Regions from separate parts of the Manis pentadactyla genome. Here region 1 is linked to region 2. A link is a contact called in public Hi-C data. All regions are on one chromosome and are shown on one strand. Each heading gives the region's core, a stretch centred on a gene start, on an enhancer-like site or on the middle of the called end of the contact. The rest is flanking DNA. Distances are from core to core; before and after follow the strand shown. Region 1 holds the start of MXD1 (MAX dimerization protein 1). Region 2 holds the start of PCBP1 (poly(rC) binding protein 1).

Region 1 (6,771 bases), core at 745-3,244, 150 kb before region 2:
ATTCATAATAAAATTAAAGAGAAAATATAAAAGTATACAAAATCCACAATTGAAATGAAATCAGTGTTTTCTCTATTATGTTTTGGCACATAATTCATTTCATTACGATTTTCAAATATGTTGTACAAATAACCTGCAATTTTAAAATACTCTTTAAAATTTTTATATCCCCATTTTCATTTATTTCTGTGTTGACAACTTTTATCTTCAGTATATGTATTTATTAGTTTTCATAAAAAAATCAACTTTTAGATTCAGTTAACCCATAAAATCAGAAAATAGTTTCCTGTATGTAAAGCATGGGTTACTACATTTACTTATTCTAATTCTGTTGAGTTTATTTAATTTTAATGGATTTGTCAACCATTAAAAAGGACACATTTAAAATTTTCCCATCATAATTGTACATACAAGTTTCTCCTTTTTCCCCAGTGTTTGAGGATCAGTGTTTTGTGACTCAGTCTGGAAATGTTTCTTAACTGTTGTTTTTAGAACAACTGGCAGGGGAGCCTTGGTTGCGTGGGCTCTGGGTGGAAGAGATTTAGGTTCAGCTTCCATCTCCAGCCAAATGGATGATGAGGTAAGTCATTCAGCTTCCCTGGGCCTCAGGTTCCTCACGTGTAAAATAAAGATAATTAACACACCTAATGCGGTTTTGTTACAGATTATAGAGATAACGTAGGCAAATTACCTAACACATACTAAGGTATTGTTTTCATATATTGGCAACAGCAAACTTTTTTTTAAAGGTTTGTGAAATATGTTCATGCTTTATTCATTTCTATATTCAGGTTCTCAACTTACCGAAAATTTTATTCCAACTTTTTTAAGTGGACATGTCAGTATGTTAATAATGTAACTTGGGTCTCAAGATAGCTCTCATCTCATAAATCTTGATAGGCTTAAGGAACAATCCTTAAACGTTTCGTTCTTTAAACATTTATATTGATACAAACACCATTTTTAGCTATCTTGAAGTATCCTTGAATGTTTTCATCTAGAATTAAAGGGGAAGGAAAGACCCTGGAAGAGCTCTTTAGGTCAGAGAATCTGGGAGACTGAGCGTCATTCTGTAGGCACGGGAAGTTTCTGAGCTTTAAAACCCACTCGCGTGAGGGAGTAACGCCAGCACCTGGGCGTAGGGAGTACCTTGTGGGAGGCGCTCAGTGCCGCTTACAGCCACCAGACTCCAGCGCTTTCCGAGAGAGAACGCTGAGACCAAGCTTTTCCCTTCAAGGCTCACCAGGCCGGCCCCCCACCGGGATTTTGGTGCCGCTCTCCCTTCTGGAGACTTACTCAAATCCCTCTACCGTCCCCGTCTCGGGAAGCCTGGAACCTCTGAGCCGCGGCCGCCAGACCGAGGACTCTGGTTCCGAAACCGAGTGGGGCAGAGCTCCCAGGCAACGCGCGGTAACAACCTTCCACTTCAGAGGCGCCCAGCAGGGCCCCGCAACTTTTCCCCTGGGACAGGTCCTGGCAACAGGCCCCAGGCGGGGCAGGGTGGAGCCGAGTTCCGCGGCCGCCGGTGAATCAGCGCTGCTCGACTCCCGGTCTGCCCCGGTAGCCAATGCCAGATCCAGGGAGGAGTAGCCGGGCCGGGGACCCCCAGCCACTCAGGGCTCTCTGGGTCTGGAGAAAGGTGACGTCATCGTAGCTGGGAGGTTTCAGAAGGTTTCACCAATGGGAAACAGGCAAAGTGGCTTGCTTTCTGTAGCTTTTGGCCAATGGGAACAAAATAGAAGGGGCCTGGTTGTCGGTATAGACCCAATGGAAAATAGGGAAGGAGTACGAGGCGGAGTTGCTAGCACTGTCACCAATTGGAAAGAGGGGGTGCAGCCCGGGCCTTGTCAAGTGTGACCAACCCGGGAGAGGAGCGGACCCCAGGGGGCGTGGCCCTGATGCCCTTTCCCAATCGGACAAGCTCAGGGGCTGGGCATTCTTTGGGGTACCCAATGAGGAACGCAGCCGAAGAGAGCCTGTCAAGAGAAGGGGCTGGGGGCGGGGGGATGGTGAGCCGGGGATAAACACTGCGCGACGGTGGCGGCTGCTGCTTTTCTCCGGGTTCTGTCACGGTGTGTGTGGTGCCCAGCTCACCTGCCCCCTCCCCCTTCTTGCGAGCGTGGTCGCCGGAGAGGCTCTCTCAACCCTGTTCTGCGGGGTCCACAGCGGGGCGAGGGTGTCCGGCGGCGGTGAGCTCGTGAGCCCGTGAGCAGTGGGGGTTGGTCCCGTGGCTCCGGCCCCCGGTGCAGAATGGCGGCGGCGGTTCGGATGAACATCCAGATGCTGCTGGAGGCGGCCGACTACCTGGAGCGGCGGGAGAGAGGTGCACGGGGACGGGAGGGGTTCGGGCCGAGACCCGGCCAGGGCTCTGAGGGTCCTGGCCGCGGGTCGGGGCTCTGAGGGTCCTGGCCGCGGGTCGGGGCTCCCAACCACTCTGGGGATGGTTGGAGGCTCGAAGAGGGCGACCGCGAGCGCTCCCAACCTCTCCAGTTCTCTCCACGCGCGGTCCGCTGGGAGGCTGCCGCTGCCCCAAAGGCAATGAATGAGTGTGGCAAAGGGGCCGCTGCCCACCGAGGTCCCAAGCGTGACCCCTTCTTCCCTTCACCCCGTGGCTAGTGGGGTGCCCGGGGACCGCTCAGCCAGGCCCTTGGTTTACCTCAGCGGGGCTTGCCCCGGCCGGCCCCTACGTGGGCCTGCTGGAGGAGCAGCGCCTCTCCTGTACGGCCCCGCAACCCCCGACCCTGACTCCCGGTGTTTGCCTAGCATCTTCGCCTGAAGCTGGTCCCACTTAACACACACCAACCTGCTGGACGTTGCCAACGGGAAACCCAGGCTCCATGAGCTTGGCGACTTATGTGTCTTTCTCAACAATGAGCAACTAGAATGCTCCTTACACCTGCTCCGAACAGAGGGTGTTCGCACAATTTTAAAAAACAGTCATTGTTCTAAGAATTCCACGTTGCTCCGTTTATTTTCACATTATTCTTTTAATGAAAAATAAGTACATTTTGAAAAGGAAATACTGTGTAGGGGAAAGAGTATTGAGTGTTTTGGGCTCATTCATTAACTGGATCCTCCGGTTTTCTAGAAGCTGAACATGGTTATGCCTCCATGTTACCATACAATAACAAGGACAGAGATGCCTTAAAACGGAGGAACAAATCCAAGAAGAATAACAGCAGTAGCAGGTAATTTGGTAAATATTTCTCTTTCTCTTTTAGATTATACTGCAAATGACACAAACTGCAGAATGGAAGTTGCCTGTTGTAATTATAACCCTGTAAATTAAGTGACTATCATGATTCAGTAATGTATACATGGTCTTAAGCCATTTGAGGAAGCAGCCCTTCTGTTTGGGGTTAGGGAACTGAAGAAAAGAGAGAAATGGAAATGTTTGATATTTCTTTATGAACTTTCTAAAAAATTTAATTGTGGTTTTCTTCCCTTTTGAAACAAAACTCTATGAAAACTTCCAGTGAGATCAGCAACACTGACAGTATTTTGCCTTCAAAAGTTGCAGATTCTTTTTCTATAATTGAAAGTTTAATTGTTTTCTATATATTGAAAAAGCTGGACATTATTTCTCTTGATTTTTCATAGTGAAGATTTTATAAACGTTACAGTATCTGACTTGACATAGGTGGTAGGATTTCATATTGACATACAAATTCAGTGGTTTATCTGATGAATTTTTCACATCTGTGTATAATGGCAAAGAGGAATGATTAAGGTTAAAACCTACCTTTTTGGTGATAGAAGAGTATATAACATTAATATACTAGTATACCACCACCTTTTTATGTTAGCCTCATAGTTTTTTAAATCTCTGAATCTCACTGGAAAGTATTTGGTTCATGGTCAATGAAATCACATATTAAAGCCATGAACATAGTCCCTGGTACATGTAAGTACCCCATTAATGCTATTGCCCCTTTTTTCCCTTAAAATAAGTTAACTAGGAAGCCTGTTTTATGAGATCTTTTTGAATTATACCTTTCATTCCAATAAATTAAAATCACTGATATTTTCATCACTGATTTAGAATCCTTATCCCTCTCCCATCCTCATGAATAACTCCCTGCATGTAACTATTATCTGTTCAGCTTTGTGGCACAATACAGACCACTAGAAGCCAGAAGGTTCCCACTTGAGCCTAAAACTCAATTTGTTCTTGCTGCCACTTCTGTCCTTGATTCACCCCATTGTCCTTAGTGTTGGTAGAACCACAGGATGTGAGTACCTCTTGAATAGGAAGGCATGGAAGGCACGTGAAGGATGAACCTGGTAATTAACTACCTGGTGGTTTTGCCTCTCCCATCTTTAGCATTAACCTGAAGGTGGTAGCCAATAAGTGTGCATGGGTACTAAGGCACCCATTCATAAGAAAGATATGAATAATCACTTGTATTATGCAATGGTATAAAATAACTTAGCTGTGTTGTGTTTTGTTACAGTATTGGTTTTTAAAGTTTTATATATAAGAACTTTGAAAAGGTTTGGTTTACTTTTCTGGAAAAATGTAGTCCATTTGTTGCTTTTATTCTTGTCTCCTCATGGTTTGTGGGGAATTGTCCACATTAATAGTCAAAGCTTTATCCTTGGCACTTTACTTTTTCCCAAGTTTCACAGGAAAGTTGGTGGGGGGATGTTCAGTTGTGGAAAGAGGAAAAAAGGGGATGTTGAAGAGAAGTAGCTTGGTCCCAAAAGGTGATTAGGAAGGAAAAATAATAGTTGAGCATTTCAAGCCAAGAAAAGATTATCTTCTCTTTAATATCCAACATTATTTCTGAAAAATGGCTGATTTTTGGAAAAACTGTGTTACTTCTGTTCATGGGTTTGGATTGCTTTCCATGGTTAGAGACAGGAGGCTATCATGTTGTCCATGTTCTGAACTAATAGTATATTATTGTAACAACTTCAGTGGTGCAGGGATCTCTGAGAGACCATGGTTAAACCTGGAGATGGCACCAAGCAAACAGATGAAGCAAGAGCAGGTTGTTTTGTAAATGTGATCATTTCCTTCATGAGCTGTTTGGAATGACCCTTACCTGGGCAGTGAGAGATCTCCCCAGAGAAGGCAGTTTGACCCCTTGATTTGAATTAGACTTACATCCAAGGCCATGTATGGTCAGGATTTTGAACTGAGGTAAAGACTGTGGAGAGATTACTGCTGGTTTACATAACCAGTGGGTAACAGTTTATTCTTGTTAATTCAGATTGAAATGCTGTGCTCTTTGTAGAATCAGGGGGTTACTTTTCCTTGGACATTTAAAAAAAGAGTCACATAGTAAACTTCCTGGGAAGTGAAAATGCAGATCTTAATCAAGTTTCTCTAGTTTAAAAAAAACAACAAAAACAAATGAAAATGTGACTGTTGATTATTTTGGAGTCATCCAGAAAACTACTAGAAAACAGAGAGATGGAACCTTTTTTTCTTTCCTACTGATTTTTAAAATCGGTTAGTAAATACTTAGAATTGAAATCCAGAGTTTTTAAGTGTATGTTTTGTTAAGTTGGTAAAGCAGGCTTTGGCACTTATGAAAGTGGAAGTTCAGGACTTGCCACCTAGTTCTTTCATTAGACAGTAGCTATATAGCTGACCTCACATAGGGAGTCTTTTTGAACCCAAAGACTTTTCCTTTTCTCAGATACTCTATAGTTTGCCTTAGTTACCTTAATGTTAAGAGTATATTTTTTAGATGGTGACACTGAATCTTTAACAGTGATTCCAGAGTTACCAAATCTTTTCAATAATCACATGGATTTCTTTAATGAAAAATATATGGTTTACGCATCAACAGAGTTGGCAGTCAATCTTTGATCATTTTTTGAAAAGCCTACTTTTTATTAAAGCAGACTCAGTTTCAGTAAACTGAATATACTTCAGTAATGCCCTAGCCAGTAAGTATGACTCCCCTTGGAAAAATCACAATGTGTTCAGCTCTTTTAAGTAAACAGATAAAATCTGTAGTTCCTAAAATTCTGTTCAAAGTTTGGAAGCCATTTCCTATGGAATTTGTTAAAAAGCTTCTTTTGGGGATTCAGAATTTTTCATATGTATCTTCAAAGAATCCAGAAGTTTTTGTAACAATGTCCTGTGTGCTGTTATTTTCTACAATCAGAGACCATGTTCTTTTCAAATACCTATCCTCTCTTCCACCACCTCCCAATGATGGCCCTTGTCAACGATTAAGCAGGGAAATCCTGACCAGCTGTTGTCATATACTTTCATGCATTTAAAAAATCTGTCAGACTTTGAACTTGTTAGTCTCTGTTAAAACTAAAATGCCACGTGCTTTAAAGCCAAAGGTTTGCAATGCAGGCCTGGTTCTTGTTAACTGATTCGCTGCTGGCCATTGCAGGAAGTAAATCTTCAGAAAATGTAACTGAAGAGGGCTGAGGGATAACCAAATACATCAATTTAAATGTTTTAAGGTAACCAATTTTAAGGTCTACATATCCTTTATCTAGAAAACAGATATTCTAAAACTTAAAATACTGCCATTACTTTCTTGTTCTTCCTTGTGAATAAAAATTGGTAGCTCAAGAGCTTTGTGGAAGAGAAGGAAATCTCCCATTACACACACATTCATGGAAGTCATGTTCCTCCATGATGACTGAGACTCTCTCTTCTAGGTCCAGGAAGGTTCTCATTATGGCCCCAGAGTATTCATGACCTGAGCAAAGGCATAATCTCCTGAACCAGTTAGATTCCAGAGATTTACCATAAGAAAGGTCAAGATTCAGCTCCTTTATAACCCTGGGAATTTC
Region 2 (6,421 bases), core at 946-3,445:
ATTTGAACACCTTACAAGTGTAACTCACACCTGAAAAAACTGAGAATCCCCAGATACAAATAGGGGATGGCTACATACAAAAAGGTTAAGGGGTTCCTCTTCAAATGACATGCTCACCTGACGTTCAAATAGCATTTATTCTAAAATCCTGACTTGCAAAAAAATTTGGAAACATGCTCACCAATAAGGAAATCAGAAGGTCTGGATTCCATCCTGGACACTGTGACCTTGAATTATTCACTTCATCTCTTTGGGCCTAAGTCAATTCATCTGTTAAAAAGAGAGAGAGAGAGAGAAATAACATCTACCTCAGAGGGGAATTGTAAAAATTAAACGTCGTATGCAGTAAAATGGCTAGCACAAGGCCTGGCTCTGGGAAATGCAGAATGTGTCTGTTCCTTCTGGACAAAAGTGGACAACAGTTGTCAACTGAGATCCACCGGCAAGCTAGCCTGTGAAAAACGTCATTGATATCCTAGTCCTTTCACGAAATTTTTTTCAAAATAAGCTTTATAAGACCAGTTTTGGTCTCTTCCCCACAACATCCTATTCTAGAAGTCTAGAAAAGCAGTGATTCCTGAGTGATTGGTACTGGGGGCCCAAATTACCCATTAGTACTGCCCCCCGCCAAATCCATTATTAAATTCTAAATGAGCGAGAGACTCGTTATTATGCCTACGTTTTACAGTCATTCGCGTTCCCGTTTCGAATCGGTGGGGGGAAATGTATTAAAATTTGCCCCGAGGTTTGGGACAGCCCGCGGGGTCTTATCCCAGAGTGGTCAGCGCACCCGCTTGGAGGGGAAGGCCCCGGCCCGCCAGCACGGAGAGGGGGCCGGAAAAGGGAGCATTCTAGGGCTTTCACGGCAACCCCAATTTTTCGTTGGCGGTGTATCCTGGCCACGGGCCGCCATTTTGTGTTTAGGAAACATGGCGGCCACCCCCGCAGAGAAGGAGAGGAGGCGGGTACAGGGGGACCGCCGTTAGCCGCTTTCCCTGAGGGAACAGGAAGCAGGTCGCGCACACGGCCTTTTCTGCCTGAACCGAAAGGGGAATGGGCAGAAACCACAACAGACACACTAGCGTCTCGAGCGATCTTTTCCCAGCGAGAGAAACATGCGCCAGCGACATCCGGCAGAAAAGGCCTTCCAAGATGGCGGGACCCCGTCAGGAGCCGCCCCCGGAAAGAGCGGGGGCGCGGCGGCTGCACCAAGCAGAGAAGGGGGCGAAAGGCAGCAGCCGGGAAGTGAACAGTAACAGGGAAAACCGCAGAAACTCCCCAAAACACTCCTGGGCACCCCTGAATAAGTGAGGCCCCCCCCCAAAGAAACACGCCATTGTCTTAAATGCCTGACGGGAAGGCTGCGACTACGATGACACTAGGACAGGGAGGAGGGATTTCTGCGGGTTCAACCCAAAGAAACTTGCAAAATGCAAACAAAGCATTATGTAAATGGACGCCATTCTTTTTTTTCTTTTTTTATGACCAGGTTTCTAGCACTTCCCAGAAATCACTAGCAGACCCGTGACTCCAGGACGGGGTGGGTTTCGGTCTTTCTCTGCACCGGCCTCCGCCCGGGGGCCGAAGAAGGGGTTGGGGGTGGCGGGTGACGCCCGATCGCCGGAGACGAAGAGGCCCCACGTGCCCACCCGCGCGCGCGCGCTCGCCTCGAGGGCCTCGCCTCGCCACCCCTCCCCCCCGGAAGACCGCGGCTGCCCCTCCCGTCCCCCCACACCCTCGCGCAAGCGCCCTGGCCGCCTCACGCGCACGTTTTAAATCCGCGGCGCCCCAGCTGCCGCCTGCAATTATCGCCGGGGCTTCCCGTATCGGTCTGGGCCGGAACCTCTTTTATAGAGCGGGAAAATAGTGTGTCTCTCCCATTCACAACACTAACGTTTCCAAACATCTGCCCGTGCTGTTAGGGTTAATAAAATACTTTTTCGTCCTGAAAAATTGCCGGACTCACAGCTTCAGCCCATCGGGGCTTTATTTTCAACGTTAGATGATTAAAAAAGTTTTTCAAAAAATACCATACCGGGACTGGCGCAATCTTGTGACCTAAACAAAATGGGTCCTCATTTTTTTCAAGGGGTCCTGCGCAGCAAGCACTTCCGGGGTCAGAGGGTATGCGGAGTTGAAAGCGGGCTTCCCGCCCCGCCCAGACCGCCGAGGCTGCCGCCGGAGTCGCCACCGCCGCGCCCTCGCCCACCCGCCCGCCCGCCGCTCCCGGCCCCGCTCGCCCCCTCCGCCGCCGCCGCCCGCCCCTGCGACGACGCTGCGGCCTCCCTCCCGCGCCCGCTCGCTCCCGCGGCCCTCGTTCGCCTCGCGCCGGCAGTTTTGGGCCTACACCTCCCCTCCCCCAACGCCAGCCACCAAAGACTTGACCACGTAACGAGCCCAACTCCCCCGAACGCCGCCCGCTGCTCGCCATGGATGCCGGTGTGACTGAAAGTGGACTAAATGTGACTCTCACCATTCGGCTGCTTATGCACGGAAAGGAAGTAGGAAGCATCATAGGGAAGAAAGGGGAGTCGGTTAAGAGGATCCGCGAGGAGAGTGGCGCGCGGATCAACATCTCGGAGGGAAATTGCCCGGAGAGAATCATCACTCTCACCGGCCCCACCAATGCTATCTTTAAGGCCTTCGCTATGATCATCGACAAGCTGGAGGAAGATATCAACAGCTCCATGACCAACAGTACCGCGGCCAGCCGGCCCCCGGTCACCCTGAGGCTGGTGGTGCCAGCCACCCAGTGCGGCTCCCTGATTGGGAAAGGCGGTTGTAAGATCAAAGAGATCCGCGAGAGTACGGGGGCCCAGGTCCAGGTGGCGGGGGATATGCTGCCCAACTCGACCGAGCGGGCCATCACCATTGCTGGCGTGCCGCAGTCTGTCACCGAGTGTGTCAAGCAGATCTGCCTGGTCATGCTGGAGACGCTCTCCCAGTCTCCGCAAGGGAGAGTCATGACCATTCCGTACCAGCCTATGCCGGCCAGCTCTCCGGTCATCTGCGCGGGCGGCCAAGATCGGTGCAGCGACGCTGCGGGCTACCCCCATGCCACCCATGACCTGGAGGGACCACCTCTAGATGCCTACTCGATTCAAGGACAACACACCATTTCTCCGCTCGATCTGGCCAAGCTGAACCAGGTGGCAAGACAACAGTCTCACTTTGCCATGATGCACGGCGGGACCGGATTCGCCGGAATTGACTCCAGCTCTCCAGAGGTGAAAGGCTATTGGGCAAGTTTGGATGCATCTACTCAAACCACCCATGAACTCACCATTCCAAATAACTTAATTGGCTGCATAATCGGGCGCCAAGGCGCCAACATTAATGAGATCCGCCAGATGTCCGGGGCGCAGATTAAAATTGCCAACCCAGTGGAAGGCTCTTCTGGTAGGCAGGTTACTATCACTGGTTCTGCTGCCAGTATTAGTCTGGCTCAATATCTAATCAATGCCAGGCTTTCCTCTGAGAAGGGCATGGGGTGCAGTTAGAACAGTGTAGGTTCTCTCATAACCCTTTCTGCTGTTTTCCCGTGATCCAACTGTGTAATTTCTGGTCAGTGATTCCAGGTTTTAAATAATTTGTAAGTGTTCAGTTTCTACACAACTTTATCATCCGCTAAGAATTTAAAAATCACATTCTCTGTTCAGCTGTTAATGCTGGGATCCATATTTAGTTTTATAAGCTTTTCCCTGTTTTTAGTTTTGTTCTGGGTTTTTTGGCTCATGAATTTTATTTCTGTTTGTCGATAAGAAATGTTAAGAGTGGAATGTTAATAAATTTCAGTTTAGCTCTGTAATGTCAAGAATTTAAAAATTAAAAAACGGATTGGTTAAAAAAAACGCTTCATATTTGAAAAAGCTGGGAACTGATAAACTGTTGGTGCTTTTTTTTTCTTTCCCTTTTTAGTGTTAGGTGCTGGTAGGGAAAAGGGTGAGCCCATCCTTGGTATTCTCTCGAGCCCCTGTCACCTTATTAATAAGATTCCATTCCTTCTCTGTCCCAACAAAGGAACATGGCAGGCTAGGCCTGCTTTGGGTTGTTCGCAGAGACGGGCTCTCCACTGGAGAGTGACAGCCCACCGGCCAAGTTCCAGAGAGAGGCCTGTGCCCGTTTCTCTGGTAGAAAACTAGGATCTCAGGTGGGAAAAAAGTGTGCCCATTTGGGAGGGGCTTTGATGAATGGCAGTGTGTCCTCCCATCTGACCACCCCCACCCCCAGGCTCACAGGGAAAACTCAGCCAGGAACAAAAAATGTTCTGAGGTGGGAGGAGCTTGGGGGACCCAGAGCAGAGGTGGGGGAAGGCTGGGCTGGGGGAGGAAGGGAGGGATGTGAGGTGGGGGGGGCTTGGAAGAGGGCAACTGGTATGGGTGGTGGAAGGGATAGGGGTCTTGGTTGGGCAACAGGACTGAATGGGGGATGGTAGTGGCGTGCACGTGGCAAGCATGCACCTGTGGCAAGCAGCCTGTCAGAGGATGTTATTACACCTGCCAAATGGCCTATCCAGAAACAAAAGAGGCCCAGCTTCTAATTCTTCGGCTGTGTTCAACGTTTAGAGAAATCACAATATCAGAAAATAATCCTACCTAAATGAGGCAGTCCTCAAAGGCATTAATGTAGACTGATCCACTGACTACAGCTTAAGAATGACTGAAGAGTTAAAAATGGAGATTCCTGGGCCCCACCCCAAATCTAATCAAAACTAACATTTTTAACAACTCCAGAAGGTTCTTAGATTTGAGTGCCACTGGTTTGTTTTCACTGTTTTCACTAATGGATTAGGAAGATCTTGCTGTGAAGGCCTGCAGCCTCATGGCCACATATCAGCCAGTGGGACTAGGTTGGACATGAGAAGAAAAATTCTCTACCTAAATTGTCTTTCAGGCAAATACACAGTACAAGGTGACAGATGATTAGGTGCCAAAAGTGTGTAGTTCAAACCCCAGGTACTGTGGGATATCACTAACAGCAAAGAAATTACTGTGGGAGGAAAATATATACAATAAATATTTGTTGAGTCTTATTCTCTACAGAGCATCTGCTCCTTTTTCTGAGGTTACAGACTCAATTCCAAGAGTTCCTGGAGGTAAGATTGGGGTCTACCGTGCATTTTATACCCACTGTGGCTTCAAGCAGTCACTGAAAGGGGCCCAAGTTAAGGAATTAAACCTTAGTTCTACCACTTACTTGTGGCCTTGGACAAATAATTACCTATCCTCTATAAAATGGTGGTGTTGCAAGCACACAACTTCTGGGATTGTGGAAGGAAAAAAGCGTGTATGTAAAGCAAAAACAGTGCTTACAACATAGTAAACTTCAATATACTTTAGATTACAAAAAGCCAAAGGTCTGTTTCTGCTCACAATACATGGGCAGAGCAGGTAGGGAACAAAGCAATGTGTACTGAATGATAAGTGGAGAAAGACAGTTGGACAGGTAAGGAAGGCCCTAGTGAAGATCCAGAAATGGCTTCAATGTTTTCTGGAAGTAATAAGCACTAGTCAAGTTTGTGTAAGGTAGGGCAGGAATGGATAATGAAGTTGGACCCTCAAACACCAAGTCAAATGGTTTGTGAAGAGTCCTTGCAACTTGCTGGGTGAGGTGGTTCAAATGCCCTATAAAAAAGCCTCAACTCTCCCTGAAAACCCTCTCCTTCTTACCCCTTAAAAGTCAAAGCTGGTAATAATTTGCAAAATAATGGGTTAGGAGCAAAGGATAGGATGAATGGCAACTTGGATAGACTAAAATCAGGAACAGCAGTTAGAACACTACAGGGAAGCAGATTATCAATAGGAGTGCAGATAGAAAGGGGCCAAAGCAAAAGAGATTAAAACTGGGCATAGAGGTGAGTGAAAGAAGTAAGGAGGGGGAGCACTAAACTAGAAATAAGAGACGAATTCTCAGTGGAAATTAGCTACACTGGAGACAGGTGAGAGGAAAAGGGCTAGAGACTTGAGGTTTAGAACAAGGGACCTAACTAGCCTAATTGCTCACCATTATATATCTCTAGTGCCTGTCACTGTGTCTGACATATAGCAGGGCCTCAGTATTTGTAGAATGAATATGGAAGAAGCAGCCAGTGAAGAAGTAGTAGTCAAAGCAATGGGAGAATAACCAGGACAGTGCTCTTGAGTCAAGGAGGAAAGTTTCAGGGATGATGAAATGACAATGTTAGAGAGTATTTAACAGATTTGATTGAACACTATGTGCAAATACTCTGAACTGAAATTTGATGTTTTGATACAGTTGGAAGAGGTATAGTACCTCATTGTAGTTAAAGCATAAAATGTGGTAAAAGGAGGGGCGGGGAGGTGGAGGAAGCCGCAAAATTATTTGAAGCTAAATTATAAACAGCCTTGGATGCCATAATAAAGAGTTTAGGTTTTATCCTGAAAAACCAGAGGTCCCCAAA

What was found. A called contact is a pair of places that touch in the nucleus more often than the background predicts.
Region 1: a contact with region 2 is called in a Hi-C map of skin fibroblasts, with 3 times the contacts expected there. The contact joins the promoter of MXD1 here to the promoter of PCBP1 in region 2. A contact is called at or near these places in 2 of 3 Hi-C or Micro-C datasets (fibroblasts and skin fibroblasts).

The regions. Positions count from the first base shown.
Region 1 is chr2:176,766,415-176,773,185 of mManPen7.hap1, reverse strand. It overlaps MXD1 (MAX dimerization protein 1), which reads left to right and starts at 1,994. Exons shown (of 5, transcript XM_057497108.1): 1 at 1,994-2,323; 2 at 3,089-3,188. The coding sequence starts at 2,251.
Region 2 is chr2:176,617,532-176,623,952 of mManPen7.hap1, reverse strand. It overlaps PCBP1 (poly(rC) binding protein 1), which reads left to right and starts at 2,195. Exons shown (of 1, transcript XM_036908278.2): 1 at 2,195-3,851. The coding sequence starts at 2,430. The coding sequence ends at 3,500. LOC118923961 (a long non-coding RNA gene) reads right to left here and starts at 1,497. Exons shown (of 8, transcript XR_008995813.1): 1 at 680-1,497; 2 at 182-270.